Regions from separate parts of the Mus musculus genome. Here regions 1 and 2 are each linked to region 3. The links are chromatin contacts, called in public promoter capture Hi-C maps. All regions are on one chromosome and are shown on one strand. Each heading gives the region's core, a stretch centred on a gene start, on an enhancer-like site or on the middle of the called end of the contact. The rest is flanking DNA. Distances are from core to core; before and after follow the strand shown. Region 1 overlaps Gm35601 (a long non-coding RNA gene). Region 2 holds the start of Crp (C-reactive protein, pentraxin-related). Region 3 holds the start of Apcs (serum amyloid P-component).

Evidence for each region. Promoter capture Hi-C pulls out the DNA fragments that hold promoters and counts their contacts.
Region 1: a promoter capture Hi-C map of liver shows a contact between it and region 3, with 6 times the contacts expected there. The contact joins the enhancer-like site here to the promoter of Apcs in region 3. A contact is called at or near these places in 7 of 39 promoter capture datasets (cranial neural crest, embryonic stem cells, frontonasal cranial neural crest and 3 more), 1 of 15 datasets of contacts at CTCF or cohesin (large pre-B cells), 5 of 484 Hi-C or Micro-C datasets (cortical neurons and liver), 2 of 115 datasets of contacts at active chromatin or transcription factors (large pre-B cells and liver) and 2 of 9 other capture datasets (adipose tissue and pancreatic islet).
Region 2: a contact with region 3 is called in a promoter capture Hi-C map of liver, with 6 times the contacts expected there. The contact joins the promoter of Crp here to the promoter of Apcs in region 3. A contact is called at or near these places in 2 of 39 promoter capture datasets (both in liver) and 2 of 9 other capture datasets (liver and pancreatic islet).

The regions. Positions count from the first base shown.
Region 1 is chr1:172,650,774-172,653,654 of GRCm38.p6, forward strand. Gm35601 (a long non-coding RNA gene) reads left to right here. Exons shown (of 5, transcript XR_001779542.2): 3 at 1-175; 4 at 653-800. Among named protein-coding and RNA genes, the nearest start is that of Gm35601, 19 kb to the left of the region's middle. Within about 2 kb of position 1,553, at least 12 of the 459 cell types and tissues checked have an H3K27ac peak or open chromatin away from gene starts, as enhancers often do. A contact at or near this core is called in liver and pancreatic islet, where this site is marked.
Region 2 is chr1:172,696,461-172,699,334 of GRCm38.p6, forward strand. It overlaps Crp (C-reactive protein, pentraxin-related), which reads left to right and starts at 1,596. Exons shown (of 2, transcript NM_007768.4): 1 at 1,596-1,740; 2 at 1,954-2,874. The coding sequence starts at 1,677. The coding sequence ends at 2,567.
Region 3 is chr1:172,893,467-172,896,538 of GRCm38.p6, forward strand. Apcs (serum amyloid P-component) reads right to left here and starts at 1,588. Exons shown (of 2, transcript NM_011318.2): 1 at 1,355-1,588; 2 at 495-1,244. The coding sequence starts at 1,421. The coding sequence ends at 637.

The sequences.
Region 1 (2,881 bases), core at 303-2,802, 240 kb before region 3:
GTTATTAGTGGTGCAATAGTAGGAGTGTTTAAACAAAGGGCAATGTATATCATAAAACAGGTTCAAGTTAAGCTTTGCGATTTCTTTTTCCCTTGGCAATGAGAGATCACTTACTGCTGGGGGAATCCTGTAGGCTTTGGATGATACGTCAGTGGCTCATGGCTAAGCACAGAGGGTAAGTAAGCTAACATGGTGTAGACAGTTGGAAAGAAGATAAGGTGAAGGGAGGAGTTCTTAGTCGCAGTGAATTTAATACTGGGAATTTTCGGCACCATGGCATTTGGCGGGGAAGATATTTTGGGCAGTGGGGATTGGGATATGTCTCCAGTTACACCATATGAGGAGTTGCTTACTCTTCTGTTTATGGGTCCAGGCTTGTCTGTCTAGGGGCATGTGATCTGCAGGTGTTGATGGGAAGGTCAGAGGGAGGAGGGGAGTGAGCAAGAGGCAGACAGGGAGAGAGAGAGAGAGAGAGAGAGAGAGAGAGAGAGAGAGAGAGAGAGAGAGAGAGAGAGAGAGAGAGAGAGAGAGAGAGAGAGAGATGAAAGCTTTCCTAAGGCTGACTGCTCAGGGAACTTAACACCTCGGAGTATGTTCTAAAGGAACTGCTCAAGACCTTTTATTAATGCATAGCTTTTCACCTTTGGCACAGAGGAGAAAGCTCTGGAAGATGTTCCACAGCACTGCACCAGCACTGTGCAGGAAACATCTAAGGAGCTCGCTGGCACACTCAGTGTCTTGTTGGGCAGCCTTTCCTACCGCTTCTTTACGACCACAGAAAGCTGCTGTCCTGTGGAATGGTAAGCCCAACCACACTTTAGAGTAGAGGTGTGCCAGTTCTTTCCAGCAACTGATGGATTTGTTACCATTAGTATACGGTAGCTCTCCAGAAATTCTGCAATTGCCTCTTGAAACAGGAAAACCTGAGGTCATGTGGGCAGGGTATTGCTAATGGGGTGAAAACTTTTCCGGACCATTAAAACCAGTTCCTGTCACTTGCCTTTAAGTAAAAGTTTAAACAAACCTCTGTTCTGTGTTAGGAAAACCAGAATCAATACCCGATTACAGCAAAGTTCAATGTCATTCGGCCTGATTCCACCGACCTCCGAAAATCCACAAGGGGCAGGAGCTGAAATTGATGACCCTGAAGTCTCCAACTCAGAATCCAACTTCTTGGGCTGCTACCCATAGGCTTTGAATGGCATTAATCAGCAATAATCACAGTTGCGGTATTAACATTGCACAGTGCCAGATAGCTCATAAATCATTTCCAATATAAATATCATTTCATCTTCATAGAAACCCCACGAGGTGATTATTACTCTTTTACAGAGGAGAAAACTGAGGCTTAAGATAACGTTAGCATGTTATCCCATATCTCAGGGGAGTGGGTGTCTGTGGTGTGTTTAGATCTGGCCTTCGTGATCTAAGTCTGTGCCATTGGGGCAGAGTCCAGAGATCAGAGTCCGGATTGGGGGTGTGAGGGAGAACGTGAGATGGCACAGGAGGTAAAGCCTGGTCATCTAGGAATAGGCAGTCCGCAGCCCAGGACAGCCTTTCTCAGCCCTCTCTTTGCCCAGCAAGGTAATGCGAGCACCGGAGACCTTTGTATCTAGAATTATGTTCAACACCGCCGACTTTCGGGTGAGAAAGCAAAGGTGCAGAGGTTTGTTGTTGTTCAAAGATTCAGAGAGCAGCCTGGAGATAAGGCTCGTATTGCTGCCCATTTTTCTGCCCTCAGAATGGAATTTTGGCCACTCTACCTGGGTGCTTTTCCAGCCTTGCGTTCTGTTCTCTTGACGAGGAAGCAACGTGTTTACAGTGGAAGATGATGGGGCACGTCATAGATAAGCGAGCTAATAATAACATTTGCTACGATTCACCAAGCACCTGTGAAACCCTGCCGCAGACACTCCATAGGCAGGCTCTGTAATTTTCACCGGAACTTTGCAAAATCTGTATTGTTGTTGTGTGGAGAGGTGGGGGCCAGGGGTGGAGAGGGATTAGCCAAATGAGATTGAGTTCATGATTTTCCCACTGTCCAGTGTAACCTCTGCAATAATTTCTCCCTTGTCCTAGAAAACCAAAACCTCTGATTTTTTTTTACACCGTCAAGTATCAGTCTTAGAATTCATTAAAATTCAAATCGTCTGTATTTATTCCTAGAACTATATTTGATTAAAAAGGGAGATAAGAGAGATGATTCAGTTATCGCCTCTAAACAGAGACCTCAGAGGTCTTGATTAATAAGTATATATTTTTAATTGTGAAGAAAAACCAATAGTTTTTTTAAAAAAAGAACTACAAATTAAAGTAATATGTTTAAATAATTAAGAAAAAAAATTAGTTTTTTGAACCCCAGTTCCTCTGGAGTGCCAGGGCAGATGGAGCTGTGATTGCTCTTTCACATTAAATAGTCCTTCCCTCCAGATAATGCCTGTAGGAGAGGCAGGCATAGTCATTTTTACATTGTAGTTGCTCTAATACAATTCTATCTGCTCAGCATCTGTGAAATAGCTAAGAAAGTTTCTCTCTCTCTCACACACACAGACACACAGACACACAGACACACATACACACACACAGACACCCACACATACAGGAACACACAGACATATAAACACACACATATGCACACACACATACAGAAACACACACACATATGGAAACACACACACAGACACACACAGACACACACAGACAGACAGACACACACACAGACACACACACACACACACAAACAGACACCCACACATACAGGAACACACAGACACATAAACACACACATATGCACACACACATACAGAAACACATACACATATGGAAACACACACAGACAGACACACAGAGATGCACACACACACACACACACACACACACA
Region 2 (2,874 bases), core at 346-2,845, 200 kb before region 3:
ACACAGGGAAAAATTCACTAGATGATGTATCATTTGAGCCTGATCTAAAGGTGCAAGTTTGACCTTAGATACATTCAGCAACTGTTTATTTCTTATGGGGAGTCAGAAAAGCAGGTAGATTTTATAGTGGAAAGACACAGAGTGGTAGCAACCAAGCTTCAATAGGAGAATGACCAAATTCATAACAATTTGACAAAATTTAAGACTGCATATTCTTTAAATGAGTATTTGTGTATATGATAGTCAAGGGTTAAAACAATGGCTTTATGATAGTATTTACTGGTTCAACCTATTGAGTTGCTGTGTCAACCTCTGCTTGCAGCTTGTTAAGGAAAGGTGATTCCCTCCCTTTCCCTCTCCCCCTCCCCCTCCCCTCCCTCTCCCCCTCCCTTCCCCTCTCCCTCTCCCCCCCTCTCCCCCTCCCCTCCTCCCCTCTCCCCCTCCCCTCCTCCCCTCTCCCTCCCTTCCCCTCCTTCTCCCTTCCCCCTCCCCTCTCTCCCCTCCTCCTCCCCCTCCCCTTCTCCCTCTCCCTCTCCCATCAGTCCTAACCAGAGGACAAGGAAGTAGTAAAAGGGAAGCCTTGTATCTTCACTATAAAGGATACAACCTAGAGAATGTCTCTTTTCTGTCCAAATCTCATTCTGACCTATAGCTGATGCTGAGAAATTGACTTTGTTAGGATGGGAATGCATCTAACTAAAAATGGAATTACTGAATGAATGGTTCTCTGCTTCAGGGGATACACTATTTTTCTCTAATTTCTCAATTAGAGGGCAACTCATGAATGGAATGAAAGAATGGATGAGCTTGTGCGGGGTTCAGAAGCAAGGCCAAGGAGCATGGTATTCAACTAGAAGACTGAGGTAAGCAGAGAACTGCTTAACTGTTGCTAGGCAGTGTGGAGGGACTTCTTAGACTCTGAACAAAAGAAGCAAATGCTGACTATCCTGCCTCCTCCCTGAAGCTTCCACATTATAAAAAAGAAACAAAAAAACAAAAAAACCCCCCAAAAACCCCCAAAACCCAAAACCCCCAAACCAAAAAAAACCCAAAACATCAAACAAACAAAACCCAGTCTGTTACACAAGATTGTGACCAATGGTACATTTGGGATAGGACAGGTGTTCCATTCAGTCAAAGGTCTCTGATAAGTCTAGGCAGTTGGCCAGGGAAAGTTTGTTCTTGGTACTGGGAATGGAATGCTTGTTTTCTTCATTTCCCAATATGGAAAAGAGCAGCTTCCAGGACAGGTTAGCAGACACTGGAGATGCAGCCATCATATGCACACACACAAGTGCTCATCTATTAAGCTAAAATTTCCCATTATTTTTCTCAGTAGAGCTAGGCCAAGTGGAGCCTTGGGAAGCTTTCTCATTTTTCCTGTCACACAGAAGCTGGTGATTCAGGGGTCACAGGAGTTTGTAATAAATAACCCACATTGATTTCTCTGTTCTAGAATGATTTTTTTTTTGCTTCTCTTTCTCCCAGTGGTCTGACGTTTACCCCAAGAGGCAGTGTTAGGAAATCATTTACAAAGTGGTTCAGCCCCTCCATCTGCTATAGTTATAAATCTGAGGATGGGCTGGGCCCGAGGCAAGCGTTCCAGGACTCCTTGTCCTTGATCTTTCAGACAAAACACTGTCCTCTTAGTCCAGATCCCAGCAGCATCCATAGCCATGGAGAAGCTACTCTGGTGCCTTCTGATCATGATCAGCTTCTCTCGGACTTTTGGTCATGAAGGTAGGAGCTATCATAAAGATCTTTTCCCTATGGGAGAATGGTCGGAACTTAATATTTTGCATAAGGAATCAAGGATCAGGATCAGGGTAGCTGTGTATTTATGTAACCTGGGAGAGGACCAGATGACCCTTGATCCCAAACTCTACCTGTAAGGGAGGAATAAGTCTTCATTATCTGAGAAACTACTTACTTTCTTGGTTTTCTGTTTCACAGACATGTTTAAAAAGGCCTTTGTATTTCCCAAGGAGTCAGATACTTCCTATGTGTCTCTGGAAGCAGAGTCAAAGAAGCCACTGAACACCTTTACTGTGTGTCTCCATTTCTACACTGCTCTGAGCACAGTGCGCAGCTTCAGTGTCTTCTCTTATGCTACCAAGAAGAACTCTAACGACATTCTCATATTTTGGAATAAGGATAAACAGTATACTTTTGGAGTGGGTGGTGCTGAAGTACGATTCATGGTTTCAGAGATTCCTGAGGCTCCAACACACATCTGTGCCAGCTGGGAGTCTGCTACGGGGATTGTAGAGTTCTGGATTGATGGGAAACCCAAGGTGCGGAAAAGTCTGCACAAGGGCTACACTGTGGGGCCAGATGCAAGCATCATCTTGGGGCAGGAGCAGGACTCGTATGGCGGTGACTTTGATGCAAAGCAGTCTTTGGTGGGAGACATCGGAGATGTGAACATGTGGGACTTTGTGCTATCTCCAGAACAGATCAGCACAGTCTATGTTGGTGGGACACTCAGCCCCAATGTTTTGAACTGGCGGGCACTGAACTATAAAGCACAGGGTGATGTGTTTATTAAGCCGCAGCTGTGGTCCTGACCTACTGTTGTGAGCCCTGAAGCACCTCCTGGGATTACATTCTCTCCCTTGTCTCGGGTTATGAACCTTTTAGCCCCAGCAGATGTTGTAGGTCTGTTCTGTGAATATGGCCTTTCACTTCTCTGCTTTGTGGTCCTCAGCACTAGAGCACGGAATTTAAATGGAAGGCTTCCAGCATAAGCATCCCACTAGGACTCTACCAAAGAGAATCTGACTTACCCATGGTTTTATATATATATATGTAAATATCCATATATATATATATAATTGAAAAAATTTCAGACATAATTCTTCTCCCTCACATAGA
Region 3 (3,072 bases), core at 338-2,837:
CTTCCTTCCTTCCTTCCTTCCTTTCTTTCTTTCTTTCTTTCTTTCTTTCTTTCTTTCTTTCTTTCTTTCTTTCTTTCTTTCTTTCTTTCTTCCTTTCTCTTTCTTCCTTTCTTCCTTTCTTCCTTTCTTTCTTTCATTGAAGATTTTCTTTCTTATTAGACATTTTCATTATTTACATTTCAAATGTTTTCCCTTTTCCTGGTTTCCCCTCCAAAAGCCCCCTATCCCATTGCCCCTCCCCCTGCTCACCAACCCACCCACTCCCTCTTCCCTGTCTTGTGATTCCCCTAAACTGGGGTATTGAGCCTTCTCAGAACCAAGGGCTTCTCTCCCATGGCCAATCTCTGCTACATGAGTCCCTCCATGTGTATTCTTTGGTTGGTATCCCCCTGGTTTATAACTTGATTTTTCTAGATACTGAAACAGCAATTATCAAAAGACATAGAGCCAAGAGAAAGCGTTTGACATTATGTCAAGCAGCAAAACAATACAGGTGGAATTGGAGAGGATTTTTATTTGGCAGATATGTATACAAGATGTTCACAAAGAAGAAAAAGCTCCAGATAGAGTGAATTCTGCTGCCTTGACCTCTTACACATCGGCCATCTGATGTCCATGAGGTTTTGTTGTAAGATCTCAATCCCAGACACGGGGCCTGATGACTACGTAGCCATTTATTTCATAGTTAAGAGCCTGCCAATTCAAAATATTAGGATTGACAGGGGAATCTCTGTACACAAATAGAATGTCTTGTGGGGTCAGCACATAGTCCCACATGTATAAATCTGAAAACTCTCCTACAAAGGACTGTGACCTTTGAAACCCTCCTCCGTAGTTATCCTGCTCCTGTCCCAGGACTATACTGGGTGGGGCTTTCACAGTGTATTCCCTCTGCAGAGACTTTTTTACCCAAGGCTTTCCATTGACCCAAAATTCAACAATGCCAGAGGAGGACTCCCAAGTGGTACATAGGTGTACTGGAGAAAGGTATTCTTCCATACCACGGACTGTGACTTTTGATTGTCCGATGTATAGGCTGTATTCTCCAACTTTTTCTTTATAAATTAGTAGCTCATTGTCTCTGCCCTTGACACTGTAGGAGAAAAGACTCTGAGAGCGGGAAAGGTCACTGTAGGTTCGGAAACACAGTGTAAAATTCTGCAGAGGTTTCTCTAGATGTGGGATCAGCTTCACATGATCAGTTTCAGATTCTCTGGGGAACACAAATACTTTCCTCTTGAGGTCTGTGAGATAAAATAAGAAATATAATGCATTTCAACAAATTCAGACAAACAATATCTCAGATTCATCTTTTCTCATTTTATGCTCCCTGACAGCAGCCAAAGCTTCTTACCTGTCTGACAAAAGGCTTCTGAAAGAAGGCTGGTGAAGACAAACATCCAAAGCAGTAGCTTGTCCATGCTTGGTCCAGGGTATGACAGCAGCAGCTGTTACTTGGGTGTGGAACAAAAGTGTGGTGTCTGCCTATGCTTTTCAGATTTCAGGTTTTGTATGTACCTTGGATGACAATGAAGGGTGGAGAGAAGTAATACCATGTGAGGTACTCCCAGATCCTCCTTCGTTCTGCTAATAATTAGAGCTGTTGTTAGAAAATAAATGATTAGCCCCTGTGCTGGGAAATCAATAACAGTTATTCATTAGACACGAGCCAGTGCTAGAGCTCTAACCCCTGTGACCCAGATTTCATTGCTGGGAAGGGAAGAGCTGCAAATCTTCAAGGTCCTACAGATAGAACAAGAGACCAGGTTGGTCACATGAGTTCTCCATTCTGCAGCTGGGTCTCTCTCTCATGACCCTGTGCTTTCCTAGAAGAAGATATGGGAACAGGGTGATAACATACCTATTAAAGTTAAGTGAAGTGGTCTTTTCTGTGTAGATCATTCTAGAGTTCTATCTTCTGCCAAGCACCCTAAAAAAATTTAGTTGTCTCTTTGATTTTGATTACTCAAATACTGAGTAACATATCCAGGCATTACAAAGAGGATAGAGACAGTTGAAGTACAATCCTTCTGTTTGCCCCGGAGAATGCTAGTTTTCTACAACTATTACTCAGCTGTCCCTTATTTTATGAGTCATGATGCTTTCTTAAACTTGCTCATTTCTCATTATGACTACTTGGTTTTGGTGGCATATGCACCTGCTGAAATGTCAGCATCTTCCTGTTTTCCACTCTTTCCTTTGAACCCTTGGGCGTTAAGGGATACCTTTGCTGATGACCTCATTGTTGCAATATGCTCACATTTGTACACTCATTCCCAGGCTCATTAGGTGTGGAGATTAGGTGGGGGCCAACTCTTTTACAGTACTGATGAACTTCATACCTATTTTTCTCTCCTGCTAATTTAAAACTCAACCTTTATTAATCACCACTCAAACCTGCTCAGCTTCTAAGACATCAAGCTGATCCCCCCCTTTCTGCTTGCTTGATTTTCTTTCTCACCTCTAAAGTCTATGGAATCTTTATTACCATTCTTTTTGTCTAGCTTCTTATTATTTACTTTCTTTCCTCTCAGCTCATCTCGGGTTAATTAGGCTTTTCAATGACACAAAAACTACCGTGGGTAATCATTTTCTCCAATTCTGCTTTCATTATCTTTCAAATCCTCATCTCTGGGCATTTTTTTAAAATCTATTTTTTTTCATAATCTAAGCTGAATCTCAGGTTGTGAAGCCTTATATAACTTGCAAAGTATGAGTGAGGACTAGAGCTAGTTGAAGTTACACATCATATTATTTCATGCATTTTAAATACTGATCCTTCTTCTTGGAAGTCCATGCAATCTCCAGTATTGCTCCCCCTTGCCTATAATCTCTGAATCAATCTTTTTTTCCACTCAAACACCTCTATTTGTTACTCTTTACTTATGAATTGCATCCTGGCTTTGTTACTTCTGTTCATTGCCTTGAAGTTCTCTATGATCCTTCTCTTTTTATGCAAATCCTAAATGTTCTTCAAAATGAACCTCAAAAGTGATCTGCTTTGTAAGACTTTTCTAATTGACCAACTACATATGATTTTCACTTGTTTTGGACTCTTAAAATTATCTTAGT